Regions from separate parts of the Mus musculus genome. Here regions 2 and 3 are each linked to region 1. The links are chromatin contacts, called in public HiChIP or PLAC-seq and capture Hi-C maps. All regions are on one chromosome and are shown on one strand. Each heading gives the region's core, a stretch centred on a gene start, on an enhancer-like site or on the middle of the called end of the contact. The rest is flanking DNA. Distances are from core to core; before and after follow the strand shown.

What was found. HiChIP or PLAC-seq counts read pairs in DNA pulled down with a chosen protein or histone mark. Capture Hi-C pulls out chosen DNA fragments and counts their contacts.
Region 2: a capture Hi-C map of embryonic stem cells shows a contact between it and region 1, with 4 times the contacts expected there. The contact joins two enhancer-like sites. A contact is called at or near these places in 1 of 15 datasets of contacts at CTCF or cohesin (large pre-B cells), 1 of 484 Hi-C or Micro-C datasets (myocytes), 3 of 115 datasets of contacts at active chromatin or transcription factors (embryonic stem cells, fibro-adipogenic progenitors and large pre-B cells) and 1 of 9 other capture datasets (embryonic stem cells).
Region 3: a contact with region 1 is called in an H3K27ac HiChIP or PLAC-seq map of large pre-B cells, with 7 times the contacts expected there. The contact joins two enhancer-like sites. A contact is called at or near these places in 1 of 15 datasets of contacts at CTCF or cohesin (embryonic stem cells), 3 of 115 datasets of contacts at active chromatin or transcription factors (embryonic forebrain, embryonic hindbrain and large pre-B cells) and 1 of 9 other capture datasets (embryonic stem cells).

What each region holds. Positions count from the first base shown.
Region 1 is chr4:106,218,991-106,223,420 of GRCm38.p6, forward strand. No RefSeq gene overlaps it. Among named protein-coding and RNA genes, the nearest start is that of Gm12724, 16 kb to the right of the region's middle. Within about 2 kb of position 2,296, at least 14 of the 459 cell types and tissues checked have an H3K27ac peak or open chromatin away from gene starts, as enhancers often do.
Region 2 is chr4:105,283,010-105,287,235 of GRCm38.p6, forward strand. No RefSeq gene overlaps it. Among named protein-coding and RNA genes, the nearest start is that of Gm40217, 34 kb to the right of the region's middle. Within about 2 kb of position 2,807, at least 32 of the 459 cell types and tissues checked have an H3K27ac peak or open chromatin away from gene starts, as enhancers often do.
Region 3 is chr4:105,249,502-105,254,235 of GRCm38.p6, forward strand. No RefSeq gene overlaps it. Among named protein-coding and RNA genes, the nearest start is that of Gm40217, 67 kb to the right of the region's middle. Within about 2 kb of position 3,265, at least 19 of the 459 cell types and tissues checked have an H3K27ac peak or open chromatin away from gene starts, as enhancers often do.

The DNA of each region.
Region 1 (4,430 bases), core at 1,046-3,545:
TCTGATGTAGGTAGATCCCATGGAGTCAACTGAAGGCCTAAGAAGTGAAGATGCAGGTTCCCTAAAGAAACAGTTCTGCCTTTCGACAACACAAGCACTACTGAGTTCTGCCTGAGTTCCATTACTGGTGGGATATATAGATTTTGGGTTCGAATCCGCCACATCAACACTTAATGGTTTCCTTTTTAAAAAATCTCTCTCTCTCTCTCTCCACCCCATCCCTCTCTCTGTCTTTCCCTCTCTCTTCTTCCTTCCTTCCCTTCCCTTCCCTTCCCTTCCCTTCCCTTCCCTTCCCTTCCCTTCCCTTCCCTCCTTCCACCATTCCCCCTGCTGTATGCACTACCAACTCAGCCCATTTTGTGTTTCAATAACATAGTACCTGATACCAGGCAACTGATAAGAAACAGAGATCTACTGCTAACAATTCTGAAGGCTAGGAAGCCCAAGGTCACGGAATTTAAGGAGGGCACTACTTGCTGGCTCATCCCATGGCAGAAGGCAGAACATCAAGGAGAGAATTCTTATCATTAAAGCGCCTTTGTAATCAGCATTAATCTATCCATGAGGGCACAGCCCTTGGGCCCCAACTGCCCCTCAAAGGTCCCACCTCTCACCTTAATTCTGTTGCACTAGAATTAAGTTTTCAAAGCATATATTTTGTGGATTATGTTTGAACCATAGTGTGTGTGTGTGTGTGTGTGTGTGTGTGTGTGTGTGTGTGCGTACATATATATTCTATACTCTATGGCTCTATTTCTCTGGACACTCCTGGCAAACAAAAGACATCTGGTCAGAGCATAGGACTGTAGGATAACTGTCCACTCCTTTGAAGACACAGTGACTGACCCATTTTTAGTGTGGAAACCAGAGTGAAGCAATCACGGACAAGCTGCCTTCCAAGGCCATTCCCCTTTTCTTGCTTTGGCCAGGATTTGTAGCGACCATTGTTGCTTACATGCTACAACGGTGTTTGTGAACGCAATCTCTTTCACATAACTTCACCGACCCATTGAAATCTCTACAGAGCCAGACAGGCAACCTCTTCTAGTCATTTCGGTCGGCTGCCTGACTAGTATGGTAAACTATGGGGGCTCACATCAGGGAGCACAAGGTGTGCCTGAGTCTGTGACATGGGGTCTATTCTTAAAGATGGAGCGAAGTATCAGGAAGCCACCAAGGGATGGAGCAGCAGCAACAGCAGCAACTGAACCACTGCCTAGAACTTGACCACCACTAACAGCGCTGACCAGCCCTGCTCTCTGGACTGAGTGAGTGCTTCCCATACAATGTCTCGAGAAACCAGAGGCACAGAACCCATAAGCACTACACAGGATCAACCAGGGAGTCTTTAACATCCAGTTTCACCCAGATACTCATTTTCAGGGGAAGAAACTGGTTTAGTACAGCAAAGATTTGACCCAAGCCCTTAAGAGATGTTCTCTGAGGCTCACTGTTCAAGTTCAGAACATAACTTGTATTTCCCAGGATTTTTGTGGGAGAATTGGATGAGCTCACAGATACAAACAATCCTTATGAAGAACAGAGCAGCAGCACATAGATTAATATGTGCCATTGCATCTAATATGTGCCGTTGCATCTAATACGGGATTACCTGGCCACCCTGGATCCATCACAGCATATCCACTGCTTAGCTGAAGGCCAGGCAAACATCCAGATCCCAGCACTGCCTTTGCTCTGATGTGTGAAGCCAGAGAGGCGTCCAAGCAGGCCCTGTGGTGCCAGTGATAACTACCTGCCTGGGCACGGAGAAGCTGTTCCCATGTCGGCCTGATGGAGGGGCTTGAGATTTTTCGCTCAGCAATGCGCTTTTCTCCAGAAAGGCCCCACGGGAGTTTCTCCAACCACATGGTCTGTTCATGGGCCTGTGTAGTCAGGCAGCGGTGCCAACAAGAACATTCCCCAGGGACTGCCTGGCAGGAACTGCTGGCCAATCAACTGCGCCAAAGCCTGCCCCCTGGGCATCTTCATAGGCCCCCTCGACAATCTCTAGGCAAGAGGGACTCTGGAATTTACAAGGCCAAAAAGAGGCTCTTAAATAACTTTTAATTTATTTTCAAAAGAAAATGGAAGGGCGGAGGCTGTAACACACACCCTCCAAAGAGGGTGAGGCAGTGGAAGAGCTATGCCAGCCACACGGCAATGGCCACGCAGGCATCCACTGTAAGTGATTCATTCTGAGAGAGAAGGCCCACAGGACCAGGACCAGAACTCCTTAATCTGCCACTTGAGAGCTTCTCTGAGTGGCACCAATCAACCTTCATACACTCACTTCTCCACACATGAATGAACCTTTCTCCACACATGAATGAACCCACAACTCTCAGGCAACACAGTGGTCATACATTCAGGTTTCTCACCAGCAGACTTCTAATCCAGGCGTCACCTCAAAAATATGTGACTTTGGGCAAGTTGCATATGTAACTTCTCTGACCTAACTTGGAGTCCGAATCCTAGAAAATAATAGCACTTACTATTAGTTATTATTAATTAAATGAGATTCTACATAGAAAGCCAGCAGCAGCTTGCCTGACTTGGGATAAAACTCTGAGTAACAGGAGTAGCCGCAACCAAGCCAGTTGCCTGTCCATGATGTCTCTTCCCTGAGCCTCATGCTTTCCCAGCCCCTACCAATGCAAACCCAGCCCAGGATTCACAACTCTAGTTGCTCCGGCCCCTCTCAGCTCTCTCTCCACCCTGACCCTCAGTCTTCCCCATCTCGATCTGGGAAACAATGTTCATCAAAGGTTAGCAGCCACATGGATGGAAGTCCTGCTGCGATCAAGCCCAAGCTACTGTGATGGCTCATCAGCTGGCTACCCACCAATCCCTTGGCCTCCCTGGACCTTGTTTCTTCCTCTTCTAGAAGAGGAGAAACAATCAATCCCCTTCTGCTTCTGGAACATCAACTAGATGGCATATGTGAAAGGATTTGTAGATTCTTAATGCCGCGGTGTGGTGGTGGGGATTTAAAAAAATTGTTTGATTTTAGGGTGTTTTTACTAAGCCATAAAAATCCCCTTCTCTTTTTCTCTGGTTCTACAGTCCATAGTCTGTAATACTTCCGTTGGAAACTTAAGTGTGTTTTCTCAGTGACCCCGGAGCTGTGTTACTGAGGAGCAGATTCGACATGGAAGCCGTACCCGTGGCCCTTCTCCACGCGCCTCAGGCTCATCCTACTCCTCATGTGCAAGGTGCTCTATAATTTACAAAGCACGCGTATGTCCTTGTGTCAGCCCGAGTCACTGTGTTCCCAACAAATCCAAAGCACCCAATGCCACATTCACAAAGGGCCAAATGCTTGTAAGAAATGGAACTCTTCCTAATGCCAGATCACACACACAGAAGAGCCTTGGCTCTGCAGCCTGCCTGCTAAAATGTCTCCTTCCTTTGTTTTATTTCTAAAAAAAAAATTCAAAGTCCAGCCAATCTTCTTCCCTAACAACCATGCACTGAGACCCCCATTTACCAACACAAGCAGCCTGCCCGGGTCGTAGAGTATCTTCTGCCAGCCTGTTTCCCCCATTTTCACTGCTGACTGGCATTCCTTTGACAACTTTCAGTTAAGGATATTCACAGTGCTTCACCTGCTCTGTTTTGTTGAGCTAGGGGAAGCAGTCTATGATGGGATTCATCTGTAATCACAAGCACCTAGCTGAGCCTAGAAACTACAGCCTTTATTGTTCTAGATTGCTTCTAGAATTCCATTTAAGCAATGAAAAGCCTACAAGGGAAGAAAGAGAAGCTGAGACGATGGCCCAGTAGGTAAGGGTACTTGCTGCCAGGCCTGTACCTTGAGTTCCATCCCAAAACCCACATGTGGAAGGAAAGAACTAATTCCCATAAGGGGTCCTTTGACCTTTATTTCTGTGCCACAGTATGTGCATACACACACACACACACACACACACACACACACACACACAGAGAGAGAGAGAGAGAGAGAGAGAGAGAGAGAGAGAGAGAGAGAGAGAGACTAATTAACTAATTAATGTAAAAAATTAAAAGAAATTGGGGCTAAAATATCTAGCACAATCTTTGAACTTGGGAACTAGTCTGCAAATAAGAAAAAAACACTATCCCATTTAATGTATCTGGTTCAATGTGTGGCATTCAGTTAGTTCTATGCAAAGAAATTCAGTTTCCTTATTGGCTACATGAGAGAATGCCAAGATGAAGTATATAGCAAGAGCATACCACACATATTGCTGATGAAAAGATACCATCAGGAAGCTATGCAGACATGGCGGACAAGTCAGAACACCATCTCAGGATAAAGGCACAACACAGCTCCACAGACAAATATCCTCAGGACCGTGAAGAAAGCAAAGCCTAAAGCCGAGTTAGAGGATCTCCAAGAGATCTTACCTTTCTGTCATCCCACAATCTGTGTCCCAGTAAAGACGGGGCCA
Region 2 (4,226 bases), core at 1,557-4,056, 940 kb before region 1:
AGGTGGCACTTTCCCTATGTCTGAGTGAGGAGTTCTGGGGAGAACTCTGGGCAGGCTTACAGGTCCTAGGAGAAAAGAAGTTGCCTTGCCTGATTTGCAAAGGGGAAAACAGATAGGCTTGCATCTTGATGGAGGCCTCCAGCAGTACTGACAGAGCCATAAGGATGAAGGGCTCTCAGACTGTCTCCGTGGAACGAGGCAGCTTCAAAAACCTGGAAAAAGCAGAGTACAGCTGGCCGACTGGGGTTCCACAAGCCCAGGTGGGTGGGCGTGGCTATTGTATCTGGTTCAGTCTATTTACAGAGGGTATTGAAAGAGACTATCAGCATTGGCCTTTGCCCCATTTCATGGTGGGGGGGGAGTACTTTTACCCCTATTTTGCAGATGACAAAGTGAACTTTTCAGAGAATCCATGAGGCCACAGAGCTGGGAAGAAGTGAAGGTGTGCTTTGTAGCCAATCTCTTAAGATTTTAAATCCATATTCTTCCCACAGTATGATGCTGCTAGATTACTGTTGAACAACATTTCCCCCTGGCTTGTCTACATATGAAAAGTTTCTCTTTTCTCTAGTATGCCTTACCAGAACACTGGGTTTCCCCGTGTGTATATAGAGTCTGCCCGGTGAGATAGATAGTTATTATTTTAAGTTGAGGATGGGGTAAACTCAAGTGGCAGGTGGGTCCCTTCATGTCACACAGCAGGAACACCAGGGAGGTTCTGTAGACAGTGTGCCTCCTACCATTGTCTTGAGTCCCAGGTGGGCTCCTCAGGTATCCACTGATCTTTCCGCCCTCTCTCTAGACTTAAAGTTAAAATCCCAAACGCAAAGTTTGTTTTCTTAAGAAGCACAGAGTCTTCCCTTTGTTTCTGACTTTTGATAAAGGCAGCAGCCCCAAATCCCCTTTCCTGAGGCCCTTCTTTCTGAGAAGGGTGATTGACCATGTCATGGTTTTTCTCTTTAAACTCTAGCTCCCACAAAGATTGCTGCATACAACATAAACCACGCGTGCTTCTTGCTGGAGCAACCCAGCCTGTGCCGGTCCCAGCCCAGCAAGGAGTGCCTTCCTTAGGCTCCTCTAGCAGAGTTGGGAGCCACGCACCTTGAGAGAGGGTCTATGGACCACCACCATGCCCTCTAGGCAGAGCTGGGTCCTGGGATTCTCTGCTATTTTCTTCTTTTACCTAAACCTTTGCCAACCTTTATTTTCATTCTTGCAAAGAACAAATGAGCCCATATTCAAACTCAGGTGGGTTTGGAGTGAGCCGCGAAACACACACAGCATCGACTCCACTTTTCAATCTGGGAAGTTAAAGAAATGGATAATTGGTAAGTCATCCTGCCTCCCAAGTCTACTCACCAACTGCAGTGTAATCTGTGCTGGAGGAAAGAGTCAATGTGTATCATGATGGAAGCCCTGGGTGTATTTCTGGAGAATTCTGGAGCTAAAGGAAGCACTGTGCTACCCATCCTTTCTGTTTTAAGGGCATGGGATTGTCTGGTCCCGCGGTCCTTGAACTTGAAAGTGTATTAGCATTGTGTAGCATGCTTGTCCAAGCACAGATTGCTAGCCTCGCTCTCTGGGTATCTGATTCCAGTGAGTCAGGCATCATCAGATGCATAGTAGCCATGAAGAAATATTGTGGACCCAATGTGTTGGTGACAACATTTGTTGATTCTCTGTTAGGAGCTGGTGAGTGGTGACACATTGAAAATAGCATGGCCTTGTGAGTCACCATGTGGGTGCTGAGATTTGAACTCAGGACCTCTGGAAGAGCAGCCAGTACTCTTAACCCCTGAGTCAACTCTCCAGTCTAGGATGGTCTTGTGATAGTCTGTAGGGAACATGTGAAGTCTGGAGAGAATGTGTATTGTGGGCATGGGCATGGCCATGGCCATGCTGCATCCCCAAGGGAGTGTGAAAGCCCTCACCTGGTGTGGGATGGATGATAAGGCCGGCCTCAGGGTCTGAGTGTGAATGTTGACTTTATAGAAAACATCCACTTTCTCCTCCCAGATACTCACAGCCTGAAGACTGCTCCTACTGAGATCAGCTAAGCCTGCCTTCCTAATTCTGTACACAATAAAAGCTGCATTTTCAGCTTTAGACAACAAACTTGCCTCCCTGTTCAACTATATATAACAAACATGCTGAACTTCTAAGGTGCTGTGGCTTCTTCATTGGAAAGCCCAGTCTACCCTATCCCAGCTTTTCTGTGTGTCTGTCTGTCTTATCCTTATTCCCTTGTCACCCTTAGTCAGGATCCCAGGGTCGAAGCCATGCAAGCAGCAGGAGCAGATCATTCATAGGCCAGCCCTGGGAGACACTAAGCTGGGGTGATGTAGAACTCTGAAAAGTGAGAGACAAGCCCGAGCTATATGCATTTCATTGAGAGGGAGAGAAAGGCACAGACCAAGCAATTTCAGCAATGATTTGAGCTAGAATTGGGGGTGGGTAGGGGAGTCACAGGCTGCAGAAGGAATACACATTGGTGAACTGAACCTGAACGGAGTTGGAGGCAAAAGCCAAAGAGGTAGTAACACAACTGAGGCCTGAAGAACGAAGAAAAAGGAAGGTACAGCTTGGCACATTTGAGGAACCGAAATCATCATGGCAGAGCGCACCATCCAGGTGGCCTGGACTGTTGCATGAGAGTTAGGCCAGATTTGAAGTAGGTGGGGGGTTGGGGCCAGAGGCTTCCCTGTGAGAATAATGGCAGAGGGGAAATGGTAGACCAGATAGCCCTTGCTGGGAGGTGAGAAAGGAACAGGGCAGGGGAAGGTAGAAGAGTCTGGCTATCCTATGATGTGGCCAAGTCTTACAACATCTCCAGGGCATGAGATCACTCTAGACTGTGTACGGGCTAGTTTTGTGTCAACTTGACACAGCTGGAGTTATCACAGAGACAGGAGCTTCAGTTGAGGAAATGCCTCCATGAGATCCAACTGTAAGGCATTTTCTCAATTAGTGATCAAGTGGGGAAGGCCCCTTGTGGGTGGGACCATCTCTGGGCTGGTAGTCTTGGGTTCTATAAGCGAGCAGGCTGAGCAAGCCAGGGGAGGCAAGCCAGTAAAGAATATCTCTCCATGACCTCTGCATCAGCTTCTGCTTTCTGACCTGCTTGAGTTCCAGTCCTGACTTCCTTTGGTGATGAACAGCAGCATGGAAGTGTAAGCCGATTAAACCCTTTCCTCCCCAACTTGCTTCTTGGTCATGATGTTTGTGCAGGAATAGAAACCCTGTCTAAGACAACTAGTGTCTTCAAGAGAGCCTTCTGGGAAACATTAAGGATGGGAGGCAAAAGGAAAAAAAAACCTGTAAGTGATAAACAACTCAAGAGGAGGCACAGGGACATCACTGAACAAGAAGCATGGGGCCCAGCAGCCTGGCCTGGCACAACTATGCAGACAGTGACAGACATGTGACTCGGCCAGGGTGCTTCCCCGTCATCCTTCTCAAAGCCCTGTGAGTTCCGACACAGCCTCAACACTCAGCAGCAGATGAGGGTCACTTCTTCACTTGACAGAAGAGCAAACCAGCACAGCCAGGCAGGGGAACTACAGGAGGCAGGATGTAGCATGCACGGCATGAACGTCTGTTCTTTCCGAAGAGTGACCTTTCTCCTGCCTTAGAGGCTCCCAGGGAGTAACAGTGTGTTCTGCTCCCTGGCAGGCCCTGTGCTGCTCTCTCACCTGTTCTTTCCCCCTCTTCTACTTATCTCCTAAAAACACCATCAACATAGAAAACCACCCTTGCCCTTCTTGTGCAGCCACTAGCCATGTTGGGGATGTTTGCACACACATCTTGTGGAATCTTTGCCACCAACGGCCAGGGATGGTGACAGGCTGGATGTTGGAGAGAAGCGAGACAAAGCCCTGACCTCAGCTCTCACCGTGAGATGGTGGAGCTGGGACCTCAGCCCAGATCTGTTTGATTTCAAATGTGTAGAGTAAACAATAGTAGGGGGCAGGAAAGGCTTAGAAACCAGATCCTCTGCTGAGGGTCAGCATTCTGTGGGAAGAATTTCCGGAACATGATATACACTTCTCCAGACTCCTACCTACGCACATGCTGGCTTCTCTGTGCACACGCGTCTGCCCATCCTTAAGAATCTTGACTGTCTTGCTGCGAACCTTGGCCTGTGTCCGTGTCTAGATCCCGCTCATCTGTACCCAACCCTGACCTGAATTTAACAGTCTTCCTCTTTTTTCTTTGAGACAGGGTCT
Region 3 (4,734 bases), core at 2,015-4,514, 970 kb before region 1:
GGGCAACAAACTAGGAAAATTCCCTTCCCTTGAGAGGTCCCCATCTGCTGTGATCCTGATGTGCCTCCAGCCTTATGTTACTATACCAGAAAATCATGTAAGTTTCTGTCCCATTTTCGTTCTAATGCTTCGTGAGCCTTTTAATGAGTGTGTGCATGCAAATGCCCCACGGACACTGGGAAAAGCTGGCTTATTTCCAGAATCACCTTAATCCTGCATAAGTAGCCAGCCTCAGTGTCCTGGAATTCCTGTCACCAGACACTTGCCCGACCCCACTTGTTGATGCTTTAGGAGATTGTTTAAGTTTAACTGAAAGGGCTGTTGGGTCATGATTTCATGGACCCTGATTAGGAGTTTGTCATTCAGGGCCATGCTATACCATCGTCCAAGACTCCTCTGGCTAAAATGAGTGAACAGGAGAGTTCCCTAGAGCCACAGGCAAAGGGTGAGCTCTGTCTGAAGGACACAATCTCCTGCAGGTCCACGAGGACCTCTCATTTGGGTCCCAGGCAGAACCTGAGCTTGCCAGAGCAGTAGGTCTAATGCAGTGACAGAAGGCTTGGGGAACTTGCTAACCCTGACTGTGTGACTGTGGATCATTGTTCCTTCCTCTGTTCATCAGAAGATGGAGAAAATCAACTACAACAGCAGAGTTCTTTGCATTCTTCAACCCAAACTATAAACTAGATTAAGATGGGCACTATGGTGGAGACAAGTTTGGGAACTTGGGGTGTGGCTCATTCCATCTCCCTCCATGTCCTTCCTCGGTCTCTCTAGGCTTCAGACAATCCCAGTGCTGCCCCAGATGCACAGAGGATTCAGTTTGAAATGACTAGACATTATTTTTTTTTCTTCAACTCAGCACTTCTGGCCCCAAGTTCAGGGGGAGGGGGCAAAATAAAAAATGAAAAAATTGGTGACATTTTAAAGTTTTGTTTATGTAGAAGTGACTACCTGTCCTCTTCCCATTCATCCTGAACATATTCCGGATTATCTATCTAGTCAACCCTCAACCTCTTCACCCAACCATAAAGTTTCTGTGGCCCCATTTGAACCCACATGCATGCCTGTAGCAACAGAGTGGAAACATGGAGAATATTAACATTAAAATTCACATACCGTGTGTTTCCCAAACTCTGTTTTTTCCTTAAAAGAGGTGTGTTTTTTAGGAGACAGGAGTTTGTTCCTCAGGTGGCTCATAGAGGAAATGACAGCCCCGTGATTATCTATTGCCCTGGACTTTTCTGTGGCTCTGCAAGTTTTTTGTTTGGTTGGTTTTGGGTGTGTTTTGGTTTGGTTTTTAAGACAAGGCTTCTCTGTGTTGTAGCCTTGGCAGTCCAGGAACTCACTCTGTAGACCTGGCTGGCCTTGAACTCAAAGATATCCACCTGCCTCTGCCTCCTGGATGCTGGGATTAAAGACGTGCACCACCACCACCAGCTTGCTGAAGGCACTCCTGCCAGTGACTCTGTATTCTATCCACCACGAACAAAGAAAGGAAGAGCTGACCATTTTCTTTTAGGTTAGGACAAGTGGTATACATTACTTTCAAATCCCATAAGCTGGCCTATGGCCACACCTACCTACCTCTGAGGGAAGCCTCAAGCTCCCTGCCCCCGACAATCTCTTCAGTAGGATAGTCTCGTGACCTGTTAATAATTCTTGTTAAACATAGACAAAGGAGTCCAGCAGGAATTCCTCCACTGAGACCTAGTTTTCTCTCAGGCTTGGGAAACCTGCTTTCCTTGAGAGCAGTCCAGGTAGAAAATTACATGATGTGAGTAGAATCCAAAATTTTAAAGTTCAACAGCAGCTCAAAGGTCAAGATAACCCAATCTCCTTTGTTTGGTGAAGATATGATGAACCCATTAGGCAGAAGAAGCAACTCGGGACACAGAGGCAGTGTGTGATTTGTCCATGGTGATGTGGTCAACAGTACCAGAAGCTAATCTAGAGCAGATAACCCTACAGACTGGTGGGACTCACTGGGCACCTGGAAGATCCTTGGCTCTTTGAATATATGCTCCCATGATGCCTAGCTGGTGATGAGGACTCATTGCAGGGACATCATTGCAGTCAGACACAGCTGCCTATAGATCCTGATGCTGCATCTTATTCTGTCCCATTTGGCAGGCATTCCATCCTCTAGGTATTTACCATCCTTGAGAGTATCTTCCTTCTTTCTCCCTTCCCTTTTCTTCATCCCCTACTACATCTCTCCTTGCCCACCTCCTCTCCTTCATCCCATCTGCATGCTGCTGTCTTCCTCTCTTCTCCCCTGCCCTCTTTTCTTTTTCAGGGAATATTCTCAGTGAAGGAACCCAGACTGGGATTTACAAGTGTAAACTGGAGGCAATATACTTCAGTTCTTCCCATATATTTCTTCCTATGTATTCTCTCCTTTCTTTTCCACCCCTTAATTCTCCCTTGTCCCCTCCCCCCCACACACAGTCCAACTTCATACTATATCTTTCCCCAACAAACTTGCTGATTCCAAAACCTAGAGTAAATCAACAGTTGCTACACAAGAGAGTCTTCCAAGAGCTTAACCCCCAGAATTGGTTTGCCCTAACCAAAATTTTACTTACTTTTAACATTTCTGTTTGTTTTAATCAAGAACTACGCCTGGGGTTTCCCCCTCTGATTCTCTCGTTGCTGGCCCCTGATGTAGCCACAGTCCCTTTTTCTATCTGCGTTCTGAATGCTTTAATTATTTACATATATTTCATGCTTGTGGTGGGTGTTTTCCTCCTTGCCTTTACAGCAGTTTTCTACAGTTCCCTTGGGGGCAAAACAGTACATCTGTATATCAGGCAGGGGTGCTGAGAACCTGATTAAGAGGGGGTGCTTAATAATCTGTACTAGCAAGACCTGTGACTGCAAAGAAATGAATGGATCAGGGGGTACAACTGGAGAAGTCCTCTCAAGAAAAATCTTGAAGCATATTTAGAGGTTAGCTTTCTTTCAGCGAGAACCTTTTGCCATGCTTGCTTCTTTTCATTGCCAGAGTCCCTATTCAGTATTTAGGAAGAAAAGGAGTGGGGAAGGAAGTAGGGAAGGAAGGAAGGAGAAAAGGCAGGCAGGCAGGAAGGCTTATTAAATATTAAAAGTACCGTCTCCCTTTATCTTGGAGATACTCAGAGATGTAAATGCTATCACTGTATCACCTGAAGGGTAGAATCTTGCCCAAAGGAGGCTAATTGAGGCTCAGGTAGATGAAGTCACTGGTTACACATCAGATATGAAGTGAAAATGAAACTGGCCAAGCTCCTGCTGAACCTCTGCAGTCAACCACCAACACTGCCGCGGGTGGGAAGGCAGTGCACAGACTGGTGTTAGGGATTCTTCTAAACAGTATAATAACAAAATCAGGATCTGGAGACAAATCCCTCTGACCCCTGGTTTTCTCATCAGTCATGTAGGTTGGACTCTCAATGCTGGCATTCCAGAGCTGTGGTACAGCCCAACTCTAAATTCCTCTGCCCCGGTGTGAGCCATTAAAACATGATAGATCCCTTCAAGAGGAGTGATGTTTCTTTAACTAGATTGCCAAGGTCAGGCCAAGCAAACTTATTTGGGGTTTATGATGGGAGTGCTCTTAATTGATTGGGGTGAGCAGTTCAAGCTATGCTAGAGGACCGGCTCTTCAGCTTTAAGTTGGAGGGGACTGAAGCCTAACATGATTTGAGGTTGTTTGGTGACAGTGTTTGGTGACAGCACCACTCTTCAACAGCTGACCAGGGGCCCTCAGAGCCCAGCAGCTCCCCACTCCCTGGAGAAGAAGGAGGGAGTATCAAGCAGGAGATAAGTATGCTGCCTTTGTCATTGGGAAGTCATCTCAAGTGTCTGGGGCTTTCCTGTCTTCTACTCTCTCACTGCCAGGAGGTGTTTCCAAGAGGTGTGTCCCTCTCCCTCCTCCTCCCCCTCTCCCTCCCCCCTCCCCTCTCCCCCTCCCCTCTATATCCTGTCTTAGTCTCTGTCTCTCTGTTGTCTCTGTGTAAATTTTTCTCTCTTCTCTTAAAGATATTTTATTATTCTTTACTTAAAAACATTTAGGACATCAGCCAATGTTGAACTGTTTTCCTTTTGAGAGTCCAGCCATCACCTGTTTCTAGTCTCCCGACCTTTGCTTCTGGGCTCTTTTGGCAAAGATTCGTTAATAGGGCACTGGTCCTCACTGAACTACCTCAGATGCCAGACACCATGCCTTCCACCGTGCCCTTTAGGAAGCACTGTGTTCTTTCTACACACAAATTGTAGAGTAGCAATTCCGTGGCCCTAGTCTGCCTACAGGAAGTTAACAGGGGGAACCCCTTCTTCACTGGGTTCAGAATGCTGTACAGAACACTAGGAAACAAAGGTTGGATATATTCCCAGGTCACCTGGTGACATTTTGAAGACAGTTGAAACCTTGCAGGCAGGGTAGCATGAGCCCAGAAGTACAGATATTGAAACTGTCTACCCAACACCTTCTCATCTGCTCTCAGGGGAGGAATTGGAGTCAGATCCAATCTGTAGACATCAGAGCTTCTTACTGTGTTACATCTTTTCTGAGCTTGTCACTGTGAAAGGTAGAGTCCCACTGTCGCTGGATGAAGCCAGAGAGCCTGAGTGACAGGTGAAGAAGGAGCTGATGAGTCGGGGGAGGGGGTGGAATAGGTGGAAGGCTGCCACCCCAGCTCCAGCTTGCCAGCAGTCACCACACAAAGCTTATCTCTAGTTTCTAGGGCTCTG